3 separate regions of the Sus scrofa genome follow, and all the other regions are linked to region 3. The links are chromatin contacts, called in public HiChIP or PLAC-seq and promoter capture Hi-C maps. All regions are on one chromosome and are shown on one strand. Each heading gives the region's core, a stretch centred on a gene start, on an enhancer-like site or on the middle of the called end of the contact. The rest is flanking DNA. Distances are from core to core; before and after follow the strand shown.

Evidence for each region. Promoter capture Hi-C pulls out the DNA fragments that hold promoters and counts their contacts. HiChIP or PLAC-seq counts read pairs in DNA pulled down with a chosen protein or histone mark.
Region 1: a contact with region 3 is called in a promoter capture Hi-C map of liver, with 2.4 times the contacts expected there. The contact joins the promoter of CAMSAP2 here to the promoter of KIF14 in region 3. A contact is called at or near these places in 2 of 5 promoter capture datasets (fetal liver and liver) and 1 of 47 Hi-C or Micro-C datasets (embryonic fibroblasts).
Region 2: a contact with region 3 is called in an H3K27ac HiChIP or PLAC-seq map of alveolar macrophages. The contact joins the enhancer-like site here to the promoter of KIF14 in region 3. A contact is called at or near these places in 2 of 5 promoter capture datasets (fetal skeletal muscle and liver), 6 of 47 Hi-C or Micro-C datasets (alveolar macrophages, embryonic fibroblasts, heart right ventricle and 2 more) and 2 of 2 datasets of contacts at active chromatin or transcription factors (alveolar macrophages and skeletal muscle).

Annotation. Positions count from the first base shown.
Region 1 is chr10:23,273,605-23,277,804 of Sscrofa11.1, reverse strand. CAMSAP2 (calmodulin-regulated spectrin-associated protein 2) reads right to left here and starts at 2,503. Exons shown (of 19, transcript XM_021064501.1): 1 at 2,265-2,503. The coding sequence starts at 2,403.
Region 2 is chr10:23,299,123-23,303,681 of Sscrofa11.1, reverse strand. The region is part of intron 2 of CAMSAP2 (calmodulin-regulated spectrin-associated protein 2); the gene reads right to left. Among named protein-coding and RNA genes, the nearest start is that of CAMSAP2, 26 kb to the right of the region's middle. Within about 2 kb of position 1,286, at least 20 of the 83 cell types and tissues checked have an H3K27ac peak or open chromatin away from gene starts, as enhancers often do. A contact at or near this core is called in alveolar macrophages and liver, where this site is marked.
Region 3 is chr10:23,175,458-23,179,448 of Sscrofa11.1, reverse strand. It overlaps KIF14 (kinesin-like protein KIF14), which reads left to right and starts at 1,530. Exons shown (of 33, transcript XM_021064497.1): 1 at 1,530-2,010.

The DNA.
Region 1 (4,200 bases), core at 1,254-3,753, 97 kb before region 3:
AAATAAGCCTGTTCACAGGTACCTCGTGCACATTCCTCACATGTGCAGATAAACGGATGATTCTGCAGGCTGGTGTAAGGAGTGGACCTCAGAGGCAGAGTGACCTGCGCTGGCCTGTAGGCTCCACCACTGGCCAGATGTTTAATCTTGAGCTAACTCATCAGCACAAGCTCTCTCATCTGTAGAACAAGAGCACCGCCTTGCCCAAGGGCTGCTGTAGGGACATGTCTCAAGCATGGGGCACACAAGCGGCGGGCCCTGCCTCCACCAACGCCAGACCCTCTGGAGTCAGGCGATCAAAGCTCACATCTGCCCTGGCTAAAAATGCAGCTTTCTGCACCAGGGTGCTCGCTTAAGTGGGGACCCCACTGCCTGCACCATGGAGCTGGGCGAAGCCCAAATGCACCCCATGATGCAAAGCCCCAAGCACGGCGCTGGCCCACAGCACATTCCACTGATAACGCTGCTCTCTTCACGCCTCTTTTTCTCCAAGTGTGTTCAATGCGTGTTCGTCCAGGGTCCAGAGCCCAGTAAGCTTGCCTGGCACGTCCCCACAGAGCTGGCCATGTTCTGCTTAGCACCCTTTGGGAATCTAGGCCAACGCTGTGCCATGTGTACTGTAAGCTTCCTCAGTTTCAGAAAGAAAAATTATTTCTGCGATTCCCTCTGCCCTTCCATTTTGTACACAGAGCTTTTCCACAGAGATCATGTTCCATCTTTTCTACATCCTTACCTAGCTTCCACTGCTCCTCTAAATGGATATTAGCTTTAGCATGATGCTTAAGCTGAGACTAAAATCTATTATTTTCACTGCTGTGATCAGGGGTGCCAGGAAACAAAAACACACACTAACACTTGGTGTGTGCTCCCATGTGTTACTGTGCATATGTATTTCCGAAGAAATCTTTAAAATCTAAATTATTTTAAAATAAATGGTTTGGCTATATTTACTCCTGATGACAGTTTTAAAACCTTGAACATCTTTCTACTTCAATATCACAGCATGAGAATTCAAATAAGACAAAAGCTGCCAAAAACATAAAATCAAGGCAACATGAAGTTTCCCTCAAAACTAATTCAAACAATTTTCTAAACACTGAGATTCATTTGGTGGGTAACTAAACATGCAGTCCTGATAATGTCCTCAGCTGTATATGCTGAAACAGTAAGAACGAATGAAACCATTTACCCACATATTTCTTGGTCCTAAAATTGGACGTCCTCTCCCCACTGCCAAAAACTGTATTTAACATCTGGAGAAAAGTCTGTAAATACTAAATGCCAATAAATATTTTACATATCCAAATGGTATTAAGCAGGGCATAGAAATCTTACAAAATGACTCAAAGTCATCCGATGAAATTACCTTCCGGGAGCATCTCCAAATGAAAAGCTAATTTTCTCCAGCTTCCACAACATGGGCTCCTAAAGCAACAGCTAAGGAATTACAACAGGAGGCCCTTTTCCTGTTATTCTGCAAAGACTGGGTAATGGAGGGAGTGTTTTTTGATGGCTGCTGCACTATACAATTTGTGTCAACAGTATGTGCCCTCAAAAAAACTCTTTCATTAAAAAGAAAAATCCCACAAGAGGGAGTTTTTGTTTCTCTTAATTTATGAAGCCAAAAATGTTTGGAAAAAGGAACATGCCTGATAACACGGAAAGAAAAGAGCAGCCGACAACAGACAGCCCGCAAGCCAAACATTGGTTTTAAATGACCCCTTTAATAGAGCCTGAAAGGGACGAGAGGACACAGGCTTACAGAAAGACAACAAAAATTAATGCTGCCCTTCCACAGAGGCCACCTCACAGTCACGGAGCCTGAATCGCAGCCATGGTTACAAATGTCAAAATCAATGTGGAGCTGGGTGCCATCCACCTTCTTCCAGTAATAACGAAACCAACTCAGATTTCTCGGTGGTGTAATGTTATGACTGGGGGGGAAATGAATGCAGCACAATGGGGAAAAATACCACAAATGAAAACCACCCGATGTAAAAACATGGCAAAATCTCGCTCACCGGGAAGAAAAAAACAAACCACCCACTTTTGCTAACCAATAAAAGGAATCCGGCCATATCCCACCTGCCCAAACCGAGGGATCTCGGGTTAAGACCAAACGTGCTTTATTCCCTTCGTTTTTACTCCTTCCAGTGTCCCACTGCGTCCCTGAGCCTGTGCGAGGACACGCGTGGAGGGGACCTGGGGACCGGAGACAAAACCGGGATGCGCGCATCCTGCGGGGGAGGGAGAGGACCACGTACCTGTCCCGAAGGCCTTGGCCACCAGCCAGGCCAAATTGCAGGCGATTTTGGCCCTGGAGAAGTCATAGTGGTCGAAGGGCTTGATGGCCGGAACAATGAACGTCCTCCTCGCGTCCCTGGGGTCTGCAGCATCCCCCATCTTCCACGCGCTTGGGGCACCGGCCCGCCCTTCACATGGTGCGCCGGCCGCGGGGTGGCGGCCGGGGAGGGGCGCGCGGCCGGCCGCGGGCGGGGTCGGGGTCCGGATCCAGGCCGCTTGGCCCGGAAGGTGGCGGCGCCGCGTCCCGGCCGCCCCGCGAGCCTCCCGCGAGCGCGCGTGCCAGCGGCGCCTCCCCTTTGTCTCCGCGCGGCGGGCCCGGCGCGGCGGGGGCGTCCTCAGCGGTCACGTCGCGGGGGCCGTCCCGCCATCGCGCCGCCTCCCGCCGCCCCCGCTCCCGGCCCTGCCCTCGGGGGAGCCCGCCGGCCCGAGCGCGGCCTTGGGGCTCAATGGGGCCGCGACCCGGGACTCGGGGCGCCCCCACCCCGCGCAGCCGGAGCCGCCGCGGGGCGCGGGGCCGCGGACAGCCTCAGTCCCTGAGGCGCGGGCGCCGGCGGCCGCACCTCCTCGCGCGGACTCCCCGCCGCGCCGCCGCCCCGCGGACGCCGTCAGCCCGGTGCTCGGGCCCGCCCGGCCAGCCCTGCTGGGTGCTCCCCCTGCGGCAGCCCGCGCGGTCGCCGCCTCAGCCGCCGCCGCTGCGGTTTTCCGGCTGCGGCACTGGAAGGAGCCGGGCGCGGGTCTGCGCATGCGCTGTCTCTCGGCCCGGCCCGCCCGCCGCCCGGCCGGTCCGGCCCGCCCGTGGAGCATGCGCAGTGGTCGCGGCTGCGCTCCTTGTCCACCCGAGTGCACATCCTGGCCGGCCTGGGCGTGCGGCGGCTGCTGACCCGGCTGGAAGAGGCGGGGAGCAAGTGGCGGGGGGGGGGGGGGGGCGGTCCGGCTTCGCTGTAGCGCTCGTGGTTTAGCGACACAATGCTTAGGCACGGAGAACTGACGTTTATCAAGGTGCCGGTTAGATGACACGCACTTTGCTGCCAACCTGGCGTGCCTAAGGAATTCCATGCAGTCCTGGATGTCACCCCAGGATGGGTGCGATTGCTGGCTGACCACACGGTTGTAGAGGCAAGTCACACGTGGGGCTTGACCAGGATTGAGGATCTGGGAAGCTCCACACCTGAATTAGTTTCCTGACTTTGAGATAGTTTTCTCAACTCCATGCTCCTCACGTAAATGTCCTCCCTAGGGAGGGGGCACAGCCATCGTGCCCCCCCAACAGAGCCTAAGTCCCTTCACAAAGCAAACCGCAAGATCCGGCATCTACAAACCCTTATGGCTCCATTTTGTCTGAGCTGCTCCGTTTTCCCACTGGGGCATTTTCTCAGATTATTTATGCGTCCTGGCCCACTGGGCTCCTTCTGTCCCTTTGGATTGCAAGCCTCTCCCGGGAATCGCCTCCTGCCTTCAGTGACATCTCTGGATACCGTGCCCAGCAGGCTCTTACGGAGGTGCTCCCCTGGTGCCCCCAGAGCACCTAGTTGTTCTGACCCAGCCCTTGCGCCTTTATACCATCATCAATGACTTTGTCATTCCCAGGATGACAGTGTCTCTCTAGCACCTGAATAGCACCCAACTCATAGTAGTTGCTCAATGAATGTACAGGAACAAAGGGTGGATATTAGTGCAGCTCTCCTTTGTTGAGCTTATTTAACTCACTAACTCCTTGCACAATCTCCTTTCAGTACTTTATCTAAATTTTTTTTTTCCCTGCAACCATGGCATTGTGGAAATTCCAGGGCCAGGGATCAAACCCTCACCACAGCAGCAACCCAAGTCATGCAGTGACAACACCAGATCCTTAACAACTGCACCACAAGATAGCTCCAAAATTATCTAGTTTTAATC
Region 2 (4,559 bases), core at 37-2,536, 120 kb before region 3:
CACAGCCCCTCCCGCTCATGGCCACAATCATACCTCTTCTAGAGGTCCCAGGCCGGCCCCTCCCCAACCCTCCCCTCCCAGTGCTTCTCCGCACCTGTACCCGGAGCCCTCCGCTCCAGGAGCACCACTGACCAGCAAGCAGAGTGCCAGGGTTCAACTCTGAGTCTGTGCCCAGGACGTGACCTTGGGCAACATCCTCGATTTCTCGTGCTTCACTATCCTCATCAACCAAGTGGGGTGACAGCAACAGCACAGGCAATTCATGGGCTGGGGAGACGGCCGGAAAGCTCCCTCTGTAACCAGGCGGTCACGTGGAGGGTCCGGGCACACAGCCCCCTGGTGGGAGCTCCCAGTCTCTACTGAAAACTGCACAAAAGCAATGTGGATGCACGCCTGCATCCTAATAAGAGCCTAGCGGGTGGGTGAAGCCAGGGTGACGCAGCTGAGCGTGGGCCTGAGCCAGCAGAGCCAGAATGATGTGGGCATGGCAGGCAATGCAACTGCCCCCGGCCAGGAGCAGCACTGGGCTGGGGACGCACCCCAGGCAGGAGCTCTGGGCAGGTGCTCGTTTTGAAGATGACGACAGGCACGAGTGTCCTGGTCCAATTGCGCACTGGAGGTTGTCGTAAGGACGCATGATTACATGGGTTTATCTCCCCAGCCCTATCTTGAAGAAGGGCCTAGAAGCAATAGCACCAAAGCAACAATCAACACATCTGGGCCCAGATCTGGTTAATAACATCTCCCCAATAAAATAAACCCACGGTTCTTCAGGAAATGGCTAATTCCAAGTCAGAGACAGGAAAGGCACAACGTGAGCCTGGAATATACAGCTGTGACAGAAAGAAAAAAGGACCCGAAGGCGGATGGGGAGACATCTACAGGATATAGGAGCCAGCCCCTGGGGCGCCCACTGGCCAAGGGTGAGCCCACAGGGCTATGCAAAAGACTAATGACAACAGTGAACTATAACACAATTAGCCAGAAACAAAATGCTCCCCTGAGTCCACGGTGACAGTCACCAGGGGAGAAGGGAGGAAGAGAAAGCTTTTCTTCACACAACAGTGCCAGGTAAGAAATGGAAGGAATGACAGTTTTTAAACCACCACACGGCAATGACCAGGGGCACAGCAAACCCACAGATGCTGAACCACCGGGTGGCCCTTTCCTGGGAAAGACAATATGTGATAAAACATCAGAGCACCCTCCACACAACGCTTCCTAGTCGCAAAGGGAAAAGTGGCCGAACCTAAGTCACCCTAAGTTGCCGGCAGAGCGTGAAACGCTGTAGTTCCTGTAGATCACTGTTTGCTAGTTCCTCAGGAAGTGACACACAGAACCAAAACCATAGGCAGAAACATAGAAAACACCGAACCTAAACACAGAACCAAACCATAGAACCGAAAATTTCAGTGAACCTGATGTAGAATAAATATAAAGAAAACCACACATAGGTATCTCGTAGCCAAACTTCTGAAAAAAAAAAAAGTCTTGAAAGAAACCAAAACACTTGATGAAAAACAGAATTAAAAAGAGAAATAGAGAAATTCACGATTATGTGAAGTTATTAATACTCCTTTTTCAAGAATTACTAGAATAAGTGAAAGGAAAATCCAAAGGACACGGAAGACTTGAAAAGCATCAAGCAAAATGACCTGATATGTACAGACCACCACAGCAAAGAACAGCAGAATATACATTCTTTTTTTTTCTTTCTTTCTAGGGCCGCACCTGCGGCACAAGGAGGTTCCCAGGCTAGGGGGTGAATCAGAGCTGCAGCTGCCAGCCTACACCACAGCCACAGCAATGCCAATCCTTAACCCAGTGAGTGAGGCCAGAGATGGAACCCACATCCCCATGGATACTAGTTGGATTCTTAACCTGTTAAGCCACGATGGGAACTATGAAATATACATTCATAACAGGCATCAGGACAGATGGCAAGCTGAGTCATAGAACAGTTTCAATATTGGGAGTTTCCGTGACTCAGTGGTTAATGAATCTGACTAGGAACCATGAGGTTGTGGGTTTGATCCCTGGCCTCGCTCAGTGGGTTAGGATCTGGCACTGCCGTGAGCTGTGGTGTAGATCGCAGACACAGCTTGGATCCTGCGTTGCTGTGGCTCTGGCATGGGCTGGCGGCTCCAGCTCCGATCAGACCCCTAGCCTGGGAACCTCCATATGCTGTGGGAGCGGCCCTAGAAAAGGCAAAAAGACAAAAAAACAAAAAAAAACCAGTTTCAATATACCTAAGGGAATGAAATCAGACAAAGTATGTTCTCTAATTACAACAATGTCAGTTAGACATCAATAACCATGTCAACAGAAAAAATCAGGAACCATACATCACCTTGATAGAGGCAAAAAAAAAAAAAAGCTTTTGACAAAATCCAGCACCTATTCATGATTTAAAACACACACACACACGCACAATTCTCAGCAAAACAGGAATGAATGGATGGGAACCTCCTAAACGTGATTAAAGAACACTTGAAAATTCTATAGCTAACGTCAAACTTAACAATCAGAACCAAATACATTCCCTACGATCAGGATTAAGGCAAGGATGGCTGGTCTCACCACTTTTACTTAACACTGTCTGGACGTCTCAGGCAGTGCAATAAGACAAGGAAAAGGAAGGCATCTGTATCAGGAAGGAAGACGTACATCTGTGCTTACTCATGAGTGTGTATGTAGGGAGTCCTCCCAACGCCACAAAAACTGTACTAGGGACAAATGCATTTAGCAAGGTGGCAGCTAACAAAAATCAATGTTCAAAATGCAACGGAACTCCTCCAATATTAGCAAAGAACAACTGGAAAGTCAATCTAAAAAACAATTCCATTTATAATCAAAATCAAAAATGTGAAAAAGAGTAAAATTCAACAAAATGTATACAGAATTTATACACTCAAAAAGACACAGACTGCTGAAATGAACTCAAGAAAACTTAAGTAAATAGGAAGACAGCGTGTTTACACAGGAAGACTCGATATTCTAAAGCATCAATTCCTCCTAAAATGAGCTATAGATGCAACAGAATTCCAGTGTATAGCTAAGCTAAACCTTAGTTTTTTTTAAGAAATTGACAAATGATTCTAAAATTTACATAGAAATGCAAAGAACCTGGAATAACTAAAACAATTCTGACAAAGAACAACAATGTTCAGTGAATTACACTGCCAGATTTTAAGATTTTTATTATAAAACTACAGTGATCAAGACTGTGTGTCTGGCCTAAGAGACCCTAAATCAATGGCACTTGTGTCACAGTAAGTCAGTGGGGAAAGGACAGACTTCAACAAATGGTTCTGGAACAACCAGATGTTCTTGTTAAAGAATGAAATAAACTCCCGGGAGTTCCTGTTGTGGCTCAGTGGTTAACGAATCCAACAAGGAACCATGAGGTTGCAGGTTTGATCCCTGGCCTTGCTCAGTGGGTTAAGGATCTGGCGTTGCCCTGAGATGTGGTGTAGGTCAAAGACACAGCTGGGATCCCATGTTGCTGTGGCTCCGGCGTAGGCTGGTGGCTACAGCTCCGATTCGACCCCTAGCCTGGGAACCTCCATATGCCGCGAGAGCAGCCCAAGAAAATGGGAAAAAGACAAAAAAAAAGAATAAAATAAACTCCAACTTTTCCCTCCCATTTATACTATTACTACTTCTAATAATAATTCAAAATGAATCACAGTAAAGCTATACATTTCTAGAAGAATAAGATAGAGAAAAAATTTTCAACCACAACAAAGGTAAAGATTTCTTACCTATAAAAGAAAAGAATTATAAATTGGTCTTCATTAAAACGAAATTTCTTGAAAGACACCATTAAGAAAATGAAAAGGTAGGAGTTCCCATCGTGGCTCAGCAGAAACCAATCTGACTAGGATCCATGAAGACACAGGTTCGATCTCAGGCATCACTCAGTGGGTTAAGAATCCCGAGTTGCCGTGAGCTGTGGTGTAGGTCGAAGATGTGCTTGGAGATCTGGCGTTGCTGTGGCTGTGGTGCAGGCCGGCAGCTGTAGCTCTGATTCGACCCCTAGCCTGGGAACCTCCACATGCCGTGGAGGCAGCCCTAAAAAGACAAAAAAAAAAAAAGAAAGAAAATGAAAAGGTAAATCATAGACTGGAAAAAAATATTTGCAATACAATCGGAGACAAAGGACCGTAGTCAGAATACACAAAGAACTTTTACAGTAGTAAAACTAAAAGCCCAACAGGAAAATGAGAAGAAGATTTAGATACTTGACCAAAAAAAGACCAATAAGCCTATGAAAATACACAAAAATACATCAGTTATCAGGGAAATGCAAATTAAAACCACAAGGAAAGAGTGATTCACATTAGAAAGGCTAAAATTAAAGACTGACAATACCTAGAGTGTTAGCAAGGATGTGGAGCAACTGGAATTCTCACACATTGTTGGTGGCAAAATTAAAAATCCAGCCATCTGGGAAACTGCTTGATGGCTACTTAAAACACACACTTACATATGGCCACCAATTCAACTGCTAGGTATTTACCCAAGAGAAATGAAAATACACGTTCTCACAACAATGT
Region 3 (3,991 bases), core at 281-2,780:
TGCTATATTTATTTTTCTAGTTTACTGCATTTTTGTGTTAATTTGAACCATGCAGACATTTAAATTTTTTTCTGTATTTTATTTATTTATTTTCTGCATTTTAATTTGTCGATTTTTTCCTTTGCCATATTTTCATTTGCTTCTAGACGTGATCATTTTCCTATAGGTCTGATATTGTAATTGTTTCTCTGATGGTTTCTCTATAACTTAATATTAACACATTTTAGAATTTTTTTTGAGTGAGTTTTAGCATGAGGACTTTATCATCCATTCAACTTTCTATAAAGTTGGAGTCAACTCTGGTTTCTCTTTTTTCTCCCACTGAATCATTCTCATTATCTGCACTTTTTGCTCCTTAAAAAATATATAGTTGCTTTATAATCTCTGCTTAAGTAGATCTCTCTCACTGATCTGGTAATTTTTCAGCATGTATTTTTGTATTATTTTTTCCTGTTTCAAACTCATTGCAATATTTACAGAAACTGAGTTATATCTCACGACATGGGCTTTGGAATTCTAGTTACATCACTTCTGCCTGTCTGATTTTCCACAAGTTTAACTCTAAACCTCAGTCCCTTATCTGTAAACTGGGGATCATATTAACCTTTACCTCCTAAGATATTCATGATTAAGTGAGGAATTCTATAGAAGACACTTAGGATACTTCCCATCGCCAGGCTTTGAACGGGAGAGCCTAGAAAAGTGTGAATGTGGTTAACTTGGGGGGAAACAGCCATTTCCGCACTAGGAAGTCCTGGCTGTGAGGCGGACAGACTGCTCATTTTACACCGAAGCTGGACAGCGTTGTTGTCACTGTCCTCGCTCACACCCACCCAAGCGCCCCGCCCTGGGAAGTGAGTCCTGCTCTGCAGCCGCAGCCCAGGTGGGTGCGGCCGTTGCCTAGGAGACCGAGCGGCGGGTGGGCGGGAGCTCGAATCCGCGCGTCCGGCGAGCGCGCTTCCGGGAGTACGTGCGTGCGCGACGCCCGGCAGCCAATCAGAGGGCGGGGCGCGTATTCAAACCTTGGTCGTGCGGCGGAGGGGTGTGCGGAGTGGAGACTGACAGGTAGGGGCCGCGGGGGCGGGGGGGCCCAGCACGGAGGAGGGAGGGGGGCTGCGAGGAGGGGCTGCGGCGCTGGGGCCGGCGCGTCGGTGCCGAGAGGGGGCAAGCGGCTCGGGAGTATGGGCTGGGCTGGCCCGCGGCCCCAGTGGGGCCGGTCCCCGGGAAGGACCGGGGTCCCAGAGTGGGGCGGGGCCGGGCCTGGCCCTCGGCGTCGCTGACCCTTTCCCGCCCGAGGTGACAGCTGAGAACCCTTCCGGTCTCTTGGCCACCCCGGCCCCCGAACAAAGAACCGTACAGATCCTTTAAGCGGCTGTAAGTGGCAACCGTTTTGTTTGTTTTTGTTTGCTTTTTAGGGCCGCACCTGTGTCATATGGAAGTTCCCAGCTAGGGGTTGAATCCGAGCTGCAGCTGCCGGCCTACACCACAGCCACAGCAACGCCAGATCCTTAAATCACTGAGCGAGGCCAGAGATAGACCCCGCGTCGTTGGCTCCCTTACCATTGAGCCACAACTGGAACGCCAGCCTGCCGGTTTTCAGCCCAGTGCAAGGTCTGGAATCTCTTCTTGCCATTATGTTTGCTTCCGTATTAGGAAGAGTCAAAAGGTTGACGGGAGATGCTTAGAGTCTGGCGAATTTAGAGGTAATGATTGTGCATGATTTTAGAACTCTGTAAGACTTACTTAAAAATGAGCCTCTATTATTTTGTTCCTCCAGAGCCATCATCTCTGGTGTGGACTTTAAAAATACAACAGTCAGCTTCTGTGTTAGCAGGAAGAGTTTATGTGGGACCAGCAGGGAGGGAGCTGCAGTTCAGGAAGACCTTGCTGTGCAGAAAGGACAGACCAGTCCCAGAACAAAGAAGAGGGCTTCCCTGTCTGGGCATCTCCAAGCTGTTGTGGGTTCTGTTGGGGCCACCTACAAGTCCCAGGAATGTTTTGTTTCCCAAGGTATATAAAAGTTATGTTTATGTTATACTGTAGCCTATTCAGTGTGCAATAGCATTGTGTCTTAAAAAAAAAAAAACAATGTATATACCTTCATTTAAAATACTTTATTGGTGGGCGTTCCCATCGTGGTGCAGTGGAAAAGAATCCAACTAGGAACCATGAGGTTGCGGGTGCGATCCCTGGCCTTGCTCAGTGGGTTAAGGATCTGGTGTTGCCGTGAGCTGTGGTGTAGGTTGCAGACACGGCTTGGATCCTGCATTGCTGCAACTGTGGCGTAGGCTGGCAGCTGTAGTTCTGATTCAACCCCAGCCTGGGAAACTGGGAACCTCCATATGCCCTGGGTGTGGCCCTAAAAAGCAAAAAATAAAATAAAATACTTTATTGGTAAGAATGCTCCCCATCATCTGAGCCTTCAGAGAGTGGTCATAGTAACATCAAAGATCTTTGAACAGAGATACCATAACAAGTAGAGTCTAATGAAAAAGTTTGCAATAGTGGGAAGATTACCAAAACCTGACACAGATATGAAGTGGGCAAATGCTATTGGAAAAATGGCACTGATTTGCTGATGTAGTGTTGCTACACTACATCAACTTCCATTTTAAAAAACCCAGTATCTGGGAAGGGCAGCAAAGAACCTGAGACAGGTCTGCCTGTGTGGAGGGAACTGAATGACGGTCCTTGGAGGTGAGAAACAGCTGGTGGTGATGGCCTCTTTAGTGGCTAAGCTATGAATTTTCTCATTGGCTGGGCTGTTGCTAGGCAAAGAGGAAATCTTTCTTCCTCTTTGCCCTGGGATATGAAGGAGGTTCTTCCAGCAGAGTCTGTCAAAAAAAAAAAAAAAAAAGGCAAGGGGTAAAACACAAGAGCTCCTGTTCAGATCCCCGCAACTCTATCTTAAATGAGGTCTCCCGTATTTACTTTCACGATGAAGTAGTTTGATCAGGCGTCATTTTACAAGTTAGGATCGGCATAGATGTGTACAGGCTTGTTTCCGTCTGTATAACCAGTTAGATGCAGAGTGACGAGAAGCCAGACCTCTTCGCTGTCGCTGCTCTTCTCTTTTCTCTGAAACATTAATGCTGGGTACATACAGTTGACACGTGTTTCCATAAACACTTGTTTACTTATGGTCTAACTGCTAGAGGGCAGGCTGTCTGCTTAACTAATCTTGCGTGATTTTTCTTGACACAAGCAATTAATATACAGTTCTTGTCATAGATATTGTCTCTGGTGCTTATTTGGGGATAATCTGGCTGGTGGCACCTTGCAACTTCATCTCCACAAGGCCTTCTTGCATGTAATGTGTGATCAGTGGGTATAAAAATGCATCACTCCCGTCTTTAATTTCAGTGCTAGAGTGTCAGTCCCCCACCCTGCTCCCCAAGCTGGGGGGATGCTTAAAAAAAAAATCTTTGTTGACATGTACTCTTTTCTAACTTTCACCATCTCAACCATTTTTAAGTGAACGCTCTTAAATATGTTCCTTTTGTTGTGTAGTCATCACCACCATGGGTCCCCATAAGTCTTGCCGTCTTGTAAATCTGAAACTCTCCACCCCTTAAACCATAGCCCTCCCTTCCCCCAGCCCCCGGCATCAAACATGAGACTTTCTGTCTTGTTGACTTTAATACTCTAAGTGCTTGATAGAAGAGAAGTCATGTATTGTTTGTCTTTTTGTGACCAGCTTATTTCCATTTAGCAGAATGTCCTGGAGGTTCATCCATATCGCAGCGTATTGCAGAATTTCTTTCCGTTTTAAGGCTGAATAATATTCCATTGTATGAGTATACGACATTTTGGTCAATGGACGCTTGGGTCGCTTCTCCATTTTAGCTCTTGTGAATAATGTTGCCATGAACCTGGGTATACACTTATTTCTTAGAGACCCTTTTTTTCAATTCTTCGGGGTATATACCCCGAAGTGGAATTGCTAGTTCTTGTGGTGATTTTATTTATAATTTTTGGAGGAACATTGACA